4 separate regions of the Mus musculus genome follow, and all the other regions are linked to region 1. A link is a contact called in public HiChIP or PLAC-seq and promoter capture Hi-C data. All regions are on one chromosome and are shown on one strand. The core of a region is the stretch at or near the end of the contact, and the rest is flanking DNA. Distances in the headings are between cores, read along the strand shown.

The links. Promoter capture Hi-C pulls out the DNA fragments that hold promoters and counts their contacts. HiChIP or PLAC-seq counts read pairs in DNA pulled down with a chosen protein or histone mark.
Region 2: a promoter capture Hi-C map of pre-B cells shows a contact between it and region 1, with 4 times the contacts expected there. The contact joins the enhancer-like site here to the promoter of Dync1i2 in region 1. A contact is called at or near these places in 13 of 39 promoter capture datasets (3T3-L1-derived adipocytes, the C10 cell line, the HPC-7 cell line and 9 more), 1 of 484 Hi-C or Micro-C datasets (bone marrow-derived macrophages), 5 of 115 datasets of contacts at active chromatin or transcription factors (bone marrow-derived macrophages, embryonic basal ganglia, microglia and 1 more) and 1 of 9 other capture datasets (pancreatic islet).
Region 3: a contact with region 1 is called in an H3K4me3 HiChIP or PLAC-seq map of pro-B cells, with 9 times the contacts expected there. The contact joins the enhancer-like site here to the promoter of Dync1i2 in region 1. A contact is called at or near these places in 11 of 39 promoter capture datasets (the 3T3-L1 cell line, 3T3-L1-derived adipocytes, the C10 cell line and 7 more), 1 of 15 datasets of contacts at CTCF or cohesin (the NIH/3T3 cell line), 16 of 484 Hi-C or Micro-C datasets (CD4 T cells, the G1E-ER4 cell line, LSK cells and 13 more), 15 of 115 datasets of contacts at active chromatin or transcription factors (the NIH/3T3 cell line, PVALB interneurons, T-cell acute lymphoblastic leukemia and 12 more) and 3 of 9 other capture datasets (adipose tissue, liver and macrophages).
Region 4: a contact with region 1 is called in a promoter capture Hi-C map of hippocampal neurons, with 6 times the contacts expected there. The contact joins the promoter of Itga6 here to the promoter of Dync1i2 in region 1. A contact is called at or near these places in 9 of 39 promoter capture datasets (the 3T3-L1 cell line, 3T3-L1-derived adipocytes, cranial neural crest and 4 more) and 1 of 115 datasets of contacts at active chromatin or transcription factors (neural tube).

The regions. Positions count from the first base shown.
Region 1 is chr2:71,210,680-71,213,217 of GRCm38.p6, forward strand. Dync1i2 (dynein cytoplasmic 1 intermediate chain 2) reads left to right here and starts at 1,267. Exons shown (of 16, transcript NM_010064.4): 1 at 1,267-1,395.
Region 2 is chr2:71,855,854-71,858,391 of GRCm38.p6, forward strand. It overlaps Itga6 (integrin alpha 6), which reads left to right. Exons shown (of 26, transcript NM_008397.4): 26 at 1-2,538. Among named protein-coding and RNA genes, the nearest start is that of Pdk1, 16 kb to the right of the region's middle. Within about 2 kb of position 1,273, at least 4 of the 459 cell types and tissues checked have an H3K27ac peak or open chromatin away from gene starts, as enhancers often do.
Region 3 is chr2:71,815,455-71,817,992 of GRCm38.p6, forward strand. It overlaps Itga6 (integrin alpha 6), which reads left to right. Exons shown (of 26, transcript NM_008397.4): 2 at 1,176-1,300. Among named protein-coding and RNA genes, the nearest start is that of Itga6, 30 kb to the left of the region's middle. Within about 2 kb of position 1,272, at least 39 of the 459 cell types and tissues checked have an H3K27ac peak or open chromatin away from gene starts, as enhancers often do. A contact at or near this core is called in the G1E-ER4 cell line, T-cell acute lymphoblastic leukemia, memory CD8 T cells and 1 more, where this site is marked.
Region 4 is chr2:71,785,665-71,788,202 of GRCm38.p6, forward strand. Itga6 (integrin alpha 6) reads left to right here and starts at 1,275. Exons shown (of 26, transcript NM_008397.4): 1 at 1,275-1,656. The coding sequence starts at 1,475.

The DNA.
Region 1 (2,538 bases), core at 17-2,516:
TAATGCTTTGGTATTACCTTTAATATTTAGCAAATAACGCTTTAATACTTGGCAAATAATGCTTCAGATTATTCAAATAAATTCTTCAAGCCACATGCATCAGCCCATGCACTTCTGGTAAATTCTTATTTCAATTATTTTCTTTATATTAAAAATCTAACCAGATCCAATAGTATAAAATGCTTTCTTACCAAACACACTTTTTGGAGGAAACTATTCTGTTATAAAATACTAGAAATTATTTTTATGCTAATTATTTTTTTGTTTTGTTTTGTTTTGTTTTGTTTTTAGAGACAGGGTTTCTCTGTATAGCCCTGGTTGTCCTGGAACTCACTTTGTAGACCAGGCTGGCCTTGAACTAAGAAATCCGCCTGCCTCTGCCACTGTCTCCGGAGTGCTGGGATTAAAGGCGTGCGCCACCATGCCCTGCTTAAATTAATATATTTTTATTTAAAGATTTATTTATTTTATTTATACAAGAACACTGTAGCTATCTTCAGACACACCAGAAGAGGGCATCAGATCTCATTACAGATGGTTGTGAGTCACCAATGTGGTCGCTGGGAATTGAACTCAGGACCTCTGGAAGAGCAGCCAGTGCTCTTAACAGTTGAGCCATCTCTCCAGCCCCAATATATGTTTATTTTTGATCTTGTGTCACATGCTACAAGAATCCTCAATAATCCATGGCCCCTGCAAATCAATCTACGAGCACATGCCTATAAATAAACTTCTTAAAATGCCCTTTTCTCAGGTTCATTATGGAAAAACAGGACTTAAGATTTTGTTAATGTTGGGCCACAGACCTTAAGCAGCACATGCTGCATTGTAATCATTGTTCCACGGAAGAAAACACCTTCAATACAAACTCTGGAATGTTCTCATTAGCATTTTAAGGGCAGAAAGATGGCCTTGGTGCTGGGGACAGGAAAGCTAAGACTGACTACATATCCCAGCATTCCTTGCCTCTAGTGGGACCACAACTCCCACAGAGCTTCGCTCGCCCAGGCAGGGCGCCTGGTTGCCGGGACTTGAAGTTCTCTGGAGGTATTGAGGGCTCCGCCCCAGGATGTGAGGTGTGGTTGTCCAGCTTTTGCCAAAGCGGAAACGCTTCGGGCCCCGGGCCGGTGTATCTGTTTCAACCGGGAGATTCTGTTTTACAAAAGGTAAGTCACGGAGAGGCCGCCCCTCTGCGCTGGGCGGCAAAGACTCTGATTCTGTGTGAGACCGCGTCTCGGCGCAGCCATTTGTCCCTCGGCTCTCGCCGTAGCGGCCGCCGCCCATCCCTCTTTGTGTGCTTGGGACGCCGCGGATCTGCGGCGGCGACAGTTGGAGAGGGACGTTCCCGGGAAGTTACCGGCCAGAGAAAGCGATCTCCACTCCGCCACCTGACAGGTCGGTCGGCCGCGCTTCCTTCAAGTCCCTTTTGCCTCTGATGGCCGCTTTGGAGCTCGTAGGGCCGCCCGGCCGATATTCTGACAGCGCCGGCCCGGGTGACTCAAAGCGGCCTGGGGAGGCCACCAGGGCCCTTGGCAACCCTTCGGGACCCTCCGCAGGCGGCCTGGACCCTCGGGATTTGTCCTGCACCCGTCTGGTGGACCTCGGACACACCCCAGCCCGGACCGCACCCTCTTGGCCTTAAGCCTAGGGAGAAAGTAATTCCTTAAGCTTTGCTTGGTTTTTATTAATAAAGATCACTACTACTTGGGTCAGTAGCAATGACCAGGCACCTAGCGTGTGTGTTGGAGGTCTCTGAACACTGTGATTGTAAACATCATTCTAGACACTTTCCTTTTTCCGGAGTTTTAAGAAAATGAACCTGTCAGTCACGGAGCAGAGGCCCTGACCTGTCTGATAATGAGGGAGCTAACTGATCGCCCGTGCTTCAGCGGGACAAAATAGTTAGAGTTGAAGGAAGAAGTATTTCTTCAAACTAGATTCCAGGCAGTATTGGTATATTGTTGACAATTGGTCCTAAACAGAAAATAATATGTATTATTTATCATACATAATACAAAAAAAAATCATACAGAGTGATGTGTATGGAAACTTTCTTCAACAGCCCTTACAGTATGAAGCTTTTTAGAGACCTGAAAAGAGTGGGTGAAGAAACACGAGCTTTGCTTTGCGAGTTTGTTCAAATGACTTGGTTGGGAGTATATATAAGAGTGTATATTCTAGCTGCATATGTATCAAAAGATGGCCTAGTCGGCCATCACTGGAAAGAGAGGCCCATTGGATACGCAAACATTGTATGCCCCAGTACAGGGGAACGCCAGGGCCAAAAAGGGGGAGTGGGTGGGTAGGGGAGTGGGGGTGGGTGGGTATGGGGGACTTTTGGTATAGCATTGGAAATGTAAATGAGCTAAATACCTAATAAAAAATGGAAAAAAAAGTGTATATTAAAGGGATTTCCTGTTACTTGCTCACTAGTTTTTGCCCACTGTCCTGTCTTTCTGAAGTACGCTACCAAGAATTCTCCCTTTTTCATTTACATAGAAGAATGTTTTTCATTTTCATAGATGAATTTTTCCTCCT
Region 2 (2,538 bases), core at 23-2,522, 650 kb after region 1:
TGTGGATTCTTTAAGCGCTCTAGGTACGATGACAGCATTCCCCGATACCATGCGGTGCGGATCCGGAAAGAAGAGCGAGAGATCAAAGATGAGAAACACATGGATAACCTCGAAAAAAAACAGTGGATCACCAAGTGGAATGAAAACGAAAGTTACTCATAGAGAGGAGGGCACAGGAAAGAACACCTCACACTACCCAAAGCCCCCCCTTATTTTTTCCAGCTCAGAAATTCAGGTGGCTTCAAAGCCTGCTCAGCTCCCCCATATATGATTTCAGACTGACGACACCCAGTATGGACCTACAGTTTCAACTGTGGATATTGTTACACCTAAGGCTCCTGTTTTGCACAGCCAAATTTAAGACTGGTAGAGTGGATTTTTCTTTAACTGCCTTAATTTAACTTTCCGGATTGCCTTTGTTTTTGACGTGGCTGACTTCCACACGCTGGGGCAGGGCCTGCCCATCTGCACTGCTGGGATGCTCTCCCCCAGGTCACCTGTGCTAACAGAGTGGCTATCCCAGCCTGCTCCCACAAGCATTCTTCTCATAAGATTGACCTTGGCTCAAGACTGCCAATGGATAGCTGTGCCTCTGGTGAAAGTTCTGTCTTAAATGTGCAATAGAAGGTGATGTTACCCTTTGGCCTTCTTTCTCCATCTCCTAGAAGTGAGGACCCTTGCTGACGCCAAATGCACACAGGTTCCCGTCTCCCTTGTCACTAAAGCACAGGGTCGACAGACTTGAATGCTAGTTACATTTGTTTGTATATGATATTTATTTTTTTCTTCAAGCCATCTTGCTGTTGACTAATAGGCCAAAGATGCTTCTGGGTGGTTTAAGCAATGAGAATGAGAACCTGGGAGGTCTTGTTGTTGTTGTTGTTCTGACCTTACTTATTTACTGCAAAAAAAAAAAAAGATCTTTATAAACATGCAAGGGTCATTTTAATAACTTAAACTCACCTGTACATGATACCGTAATTGCCTTTCTGGCAGGCCTTCCACCAACCCAGAAAGTTTGACAAAGGGGGTTAACTGTAGGACATTTCGTCCTTCCCCGGCAGTGGATGTACTGTTTTGAGCCCTGTGTGGAACTTCTGAACTTCGTGCTGTAACTTTCAGAACTCTTAGACATGGGTGTGCTCACTGAACTCTAGGGTCTGTGTGCTAGATGCTGCCAACGCTGTATTCAGGACCTGAAGTGAGTACCCGTGTGGATCCAGACCAATCCAGTGTGAGACTACTGAAGAACATCTGTTGCCAGAACGGCCACACCAAACAGATGGAGTGCCCCAGCACTTAGCTTCTTAAATAACATCGGAACCATTCAGCCAGCGAGTCTGTGTTTGCTTTTTGTTCAAATTGTTCGCCGAATCTAAATTCCTCCAAAGGACTTGTGACTACTCTTAGCTCATTGCTAAAGTGCTTGCTTACCGTGCCTCGGCCCGCCTTGGTTGGTTGTAAAAATGGTAGGAGGGGGAAAACAATTATTTTATATATATGTTCAACAGAGATTGAATATATTATCAAATCTTTTTTTAATTGTGCTTTAAAATAATTTATATGGAGAGCAACAACAGCAAACAGGTGCCAACAGCAAACAGGTGCTAATTTGTTTGGATATTAGTTATATAAGCAGTTCTCTATCTTAAGACTGGGTCTCAAGTAACCCAGGCTGGCCTTGAACTCCTTAGGTAACTTGGGATAGTTTTGAACTTCCGATTCCCCTGCCTCCCCACCCCAGGGCTGTGATTGCAGGTGTGCGCTTGGGACTGACCCCAGGCTTTGTCGGTGCTAGGGCAGCACTCTGCGACTGAATTAGGTCCCAGCCACTTCTCTGTCTTTTAAAAGAACAAAACATTGCTAAATGTGCCATTGTTGCTTTGAGTTTTAATTCTTTTTTTTTCTTTCTTTCATAAAACATTACAGTCTTAAGATATTAAAGACCTTTATTCTGGTTCTATTTCTGTCTTTTCACTCAAAACTGGTTTTACAAATGATGCCTTGTTTACAGAAAGCTCTCTACCACAGGGCCTAGTCATGTGTAAAGTCTCAGTTTCTCTCTGGAGTATCTTGGAGCCTAGCACACTGGCTTTAAAGGACACAGCTAAGAAGCTGATACCTTGACAGTGTTTGTAGACCTTTGTTATAAAAATGAATGTCCTGGAAAGGGTTGGGAGGGAGTTCAACAACAAAGAAACAAGAATGTCATGTTTAAATTTAATAGTTGTCTAAAATGTCATCTCAAGTCAAGTCACTGGTCTGTTTGCATTTGATAGGTTTTTATACTAACTAGCATTATAAGATTATTTCAATTAGAAAATACCTGTGGATATTTGTATAAAAGTGTGAAATAAATTTTTTACAAAAGTGCTCATCGCTTGTTAACACAGCATCATGTATGTGAAAGCAAACTCTAAGATTATAAATGACAACCTGAGTTGCCTTTCTTTGTATTTCATCAAGCCAAAGTAAAGCTTTCAATATTTGTTTAGTGTCCCATATAATTTCAGAACAGCTAAAGATACCTAAAGTGTG
Region 3 (2,538 bases), core at 22-2,521, 600 kb after region 1:
GCCCCTCTGCTAATGAAGTGAAAGCTCTCCGCTGCCTGCCGATCATGAGTTGGGATTAGGAGCCACTCCTTGGGGAAAGTCTGGGGTGGAGAGAAGAGGAATGTCCCACCCACAGCTGCCACTTCATTTCTCAGCCTTTGTGGGAGACTGGTTGATATGGGGGAGCTTGTATCATGTACCCATGAGACAGAACATCACGTGTTGCACTTTAAATAGATGGAGATTCTCCTTGTCAACTATATCCTCAATAGAGCTGAAGAAAAAGAAAAAGGGAAGAGATTAATTGTGACATGGGCAAGAGTTGGATTCTTAATCTGTAGATACAGTGTTGCAAAGCTAGGTGTAGTCAAAGTGTTCCCTGGAGGATACCTGTCTTAGTCAGGGTTTCTATTCCTGCCCAAAACATTACGACCAAGAAGCAAGTTGGGGAGGAAAGGGTTTATTCGGCTTACACTTCCATACTGCTGTTGATCACCAAGGAAGTCAGGACTGGAACTCAAGCAGGTCAGGAAGCAGGAGCTGATGCAGAGGCCATGGAGGGATGTTCCTTCCTGGCTTGCTTCCCCTGGTTTATTCTGCCTGCTCTCTTATAGAACCCAAGACTACCAGCCCAGAGATGGCACCACCCACAAGGGGCCTTTCCCCCTTGATCACTAATTGAGAAAATGCCTTACAGCTGGATCTTATGGAGGCATTTCCTCAAGGGAAGCTCCTTTCTCTGTGATAACTCCAGCTTGTGTCAAGTTGACACACAAAACCAGCCAGTACAGTACCTGGGGGGGGGGGGGGGGGGGGGGAGGCAGCGTTGGAAACAGATGTGTACCTACTAGATAGAACATGATGGCTGCTTCCCACCTAGAGTTGAGAGAGAAAACTGTTCTGTGAGTCACATGGTCTATGCTTGTTCTATGAAGAGTGTCTTCCGATACCAGCATTGCGCCCAGCTACCTGCCAGTTCTGTAAGGGACAGGCTCACTCTCCTCTGTTTGACACCAGGTGTCATTCCGTCTCAGCTGTGAGACCTGTGCCCCGGAAGCCTCTATCTTTGTTCTCTTCCACTCCTCAGCAGCTGTGGGACTCGTGGGCTGCAGGGCAGAGAATGATGCCCACAGCTCTGGCTAGACTTTAAAATATGCAACATTCAAGTCCCTAAGTTCTTTCTGTTTTGTCACCAGGTTGCTTGTGGGGGCACCTCGGGCAGAAGCACTCCCGCTGCAGAGGGCGAACAGAACAGGGGGCCTGTACAGCTGTGACATCACCTCCCGGGGACCTTGTACACGGATTGAATTTGATAATGACGGTGTGTTCTGCCCTCACTGTTCGTTTGGCCAGCCTGTCTGTGCCATGTGACACTTGCCACCAGATAGGACAGGAAACAAAGCATTTATTCCTGCAGAGAAGGCCTCTCACTTTTAATTTTTTGTCAGTCTTGAGTGTTTTATCTGTCCTGAAAATACTTGTTGCCTCGGTTCATCCCGGTTAAACTAGAATGGTGTGTTTATGTTGCCACCTAGTGGTCTGTTGAGACTGTTGCAAAATTGAGTTCATGGCTGTGAAGAAACACTAGAAGGGGGGAAAAAAGTCACGTATTGTTAAAATGTTGGGGGAGGGGGGCAGAAGCCAGGTGGTGACAGCCTACACCTTTAATCCCAGCACTCAGGAGGCAAAGGCAAGCGGATCTCTGTAAGTGTGAGGCCAGTCTGGTTTACAGAGGAGTTTACACAGAGAAACTTGTCTCAAAAACAAAACAAAAAAACAAACAAAAAACTGGGGGGAAAGACTTATTTTGTTTACTTTTCTTTATTATTTAACTCATGTATTTGTATATGTTTGCCTGTTTTTGTGGTATTAGGGCCTTGTGTATCCTATTCAAGTGCCTTACCACCAATTTGCATCTCTAGCCCTGAAAAACTTTTCTTGAAAATCCTGTAAAATGAGAACGGAACAGCATGAGTAAAATCTCCCTGGAGATTGTGGTACAAGAGTTAGGGTAGAGCCAAAATAAGTTTCAAAATTCTTCAGGAGGCACATTGGTGACTTGGCTGCATATATGTCCATGTGAGGGCGTTGGAACCCCTGGAACAGGAGTTACAGACAGCTGTGAGCTGCTATGTGGGTGCTGGGAATTGAACCCAGCTCCTCTGAAAGAGCAGCCAGTGCTCTTAACAGCTGAGCCATCTCTCCAGCCTCCAAAAGGGTCTTTTAAACTCCCGACTCTTACCCAGCTAAAGCTGCCACCTCTGAAAGACAGGCTTGTTTCCCTTTTATTTTAATATCCCATTTTATAAAGCCTCTGGGTGGCTGGAAGATGCCATAATGGAGTCCATATGTACCACCAGCTAATTTACCTGGTTTCCGGTAGGCTGGGCAGAGCCATTAGTGTTCCCAGAAGCTTGGAGGAAACCAAATTTGATTATTGGCCTAAGTAGACAAGCAGGCTCGTGTTCGCATTGTCGCCTGCATTCTTCAGGAATAGTGTGTTCTTACTGATTAGGAAATGCTCCATAATAATGGCAGAAAACCTATAAATATACAGAT
Region 4 (2,538 bases), core at 25-2,524, 570 kb after region 1:
CTGCTCCAGGTTCCCGTCCTGAGTTCTATTATCTGGAAATGTAAGATAAAACAAACTCTTTTCTCCTCAGGTGGCTTTTGGTTAAAATATTAAATTACATCGATAGGAGACAGGGTAGAACAAGGCCCGTTCAGTAAGTTACTGAAAACCAAGACCCTATGCACAACATACATGTTTTTAAGAAGAAAATCGATTATATTAACATATGTCAAAATGTTAACATTTTTTTCTATAGTAATAAATTGCTTCTTTATTGACATACATCGAGATCTAGCAGAGTAGCTACCTAATAACAACTGTAATTTGAAACATCTGCAACAACCAACTTTTCTGGATAAAACAGTATTTTCTACTGATAATTGGGTTGTTGGTACAGTCTCCTGCCTTTGTGGTTTACTGTCTACATTCATAAGAGAAAACATGCTAATCTAAATGTCAGAGGATAATAAAAAATGGTTCACTAAAATGTATATTGTTTGTTCTCAACCAAGTTCTGAGCGTCCCTGAAGCAAGTTTTTCTATCCTAAAATAAACATGCCTCAAAAGCCAACACCTCGCTGGAAAGCCCCACCCTATGCCCGCGAGACTCAAGCCTTCAAGCCACCCACACGGACCTCTAGCTGTCTCTATCTATGCAGTTCTAACTAGACTAGGAAACTTAGGGTAAGAAAAGGGGACAATAGCTAAACTCCAGGGCCCAAGATAGAAGGACTCAGTGTTCCCTACCTAGAGATCTTCCCACAAAAATCTGAGTTGACTTTTTTCTTTTCTTTTCTTTTCTTTTCTTTTCTTTTCTTTTCTTTTCTTTCTTTCTTTTTTTTTTTTTTAAAAAAAAAACCAAAACTCATCAGCACAGAGAAGCCCGCTTCCTAGGCCTGAATGAAACAGTGTGTTTTTAAGTAGCACAGCAACGTTTTCGACGTTTGGGTCCCTGGGGAGCCAGCGAGTATGCAACATCAAGCCAACCCCAAGAGCTGGGCATACTTAGGCGCGTCTTGAACCCTTGGAGAACGGATGTCTTTGCAAGTCAGCCCTATGAGGCCCGCAGTTCAGTGACAGGTAGAAAAAAAGCCTGGCTAGTCTTGCCAAGCTCCGGGACGCTTCCGGGCAGGTGGCGGGAAGGTGGGAGGGCTGCGGCGGGTGCGCCGCTGCGGGGCGGGGCCGGCAGGGAAGGTGCGTGTGGCGGGCGGGGCCTCGGGAGGGGCGGGGCGGGGCGGGGCGGGGCCGGAGTCCCGGTCACTCGATAAAACGCTTGAGAGTCTCCAGAGAACAACGGGCTCATTGAGCAGCAGCTAGCTGCGGGCGTGGGGGAGCGGCCGCACAGTGAGCGTGAGCCGGCCGGGGGTGGGGCCGCGCGCAGGGGCGACCGAGGCCAAGTGGCCGCAGCGGCGCGCCAGGCAGCCCGGCCCCGGCCCCGAGCCCGCGCGCACAGAGGCCGCAGCAGCTCCGCGGGTCCCTCCCACCGCGCGCGCCCATGGCGGTCGCGGGCCAGTTGTGCCTGCTCTACCTGTCCGCGGGGCTTCTAGCCCGGCTGGGTACAGCCTTCAACCTGGACACCCGCGAGGACAACGTGATCCGGAAATCGGGGGATCCCGGGAGCCTCTTCGGCTTCTCGCTCGCCATGCACTGGCAGTTGCAGCCGGAGGACAAGCGGCTGTGAGTTCCCCGACTCTTCCCATCCCCACCGGGGCGCCGCGCTGCGCCAGGGAGAACGAGGGCGCGCCCTGCTGCCGCCCGTCCCGCGTGCCCAGAGCCTATCCGTGGGCTAGCCCAGCTCGGCTCTGCTCTGCCCTGGCCTTCCCTACCTTGCCCTGCCCTGCCCTGCCCTGCCCGCTCGCACTTCTTCGGCCCAAGACTTGAGAGATCCGGGCCCGCCGCGCCCTGCACACGGCGCCTCCCGGGAGTGAGGAGAGCCGAAGGGACAAACCCCGGGCCCGGCCCCGGGATACTTGACTTTCCCCCTCCCCTGAAGTGCTTTCCGCGGTTCTCCACTTCGGGCTTAGTTTGCAGGGACCCCGGCAGGTGGCACGCTTTGCTGAGCTTCACGTGTGCACTAGGGACAGTGATGGGACACAGGGTTGCGGGAAGTCTTCCAGGGAAATGCAGGCCTTTCTCCAACTCTCCGACCGTCCGGTCCCCTCCCTCGTTCGCGCGCCGCGTGGAAGTTGGGAAGCCACTTTTCGCTGTCCCGTATGACTTTCCCTGCAGAGTGGGCTCTCCTGCAGGAGATACTTTAACATGCTTCTTAAAAAGCACCTGTTCCTCAGGACTAGCTCAGCTGTGAAAACAGGCTTCTTCGAGTCGGTGTGCTAGCTCCCCCTCCCAGCTCCCTGATAGATCAGCAGCACTCAAGGATCCTCCGGCCCCAGTGCTGGGTGGGCCTCACGGAGGAGTTAGAGCAAAGTGCCCCTTCTAGGAGGGACTTAGAAAAGAAGGTTCGGAAGTGACAGTCATCCTCCCAAGTGTTTCTTCCAGGAGAAAGCGACTGGCTCTGCCTTTTAAACAGTGTTGGCTCCCACATGACCCAGTTCTTTGATT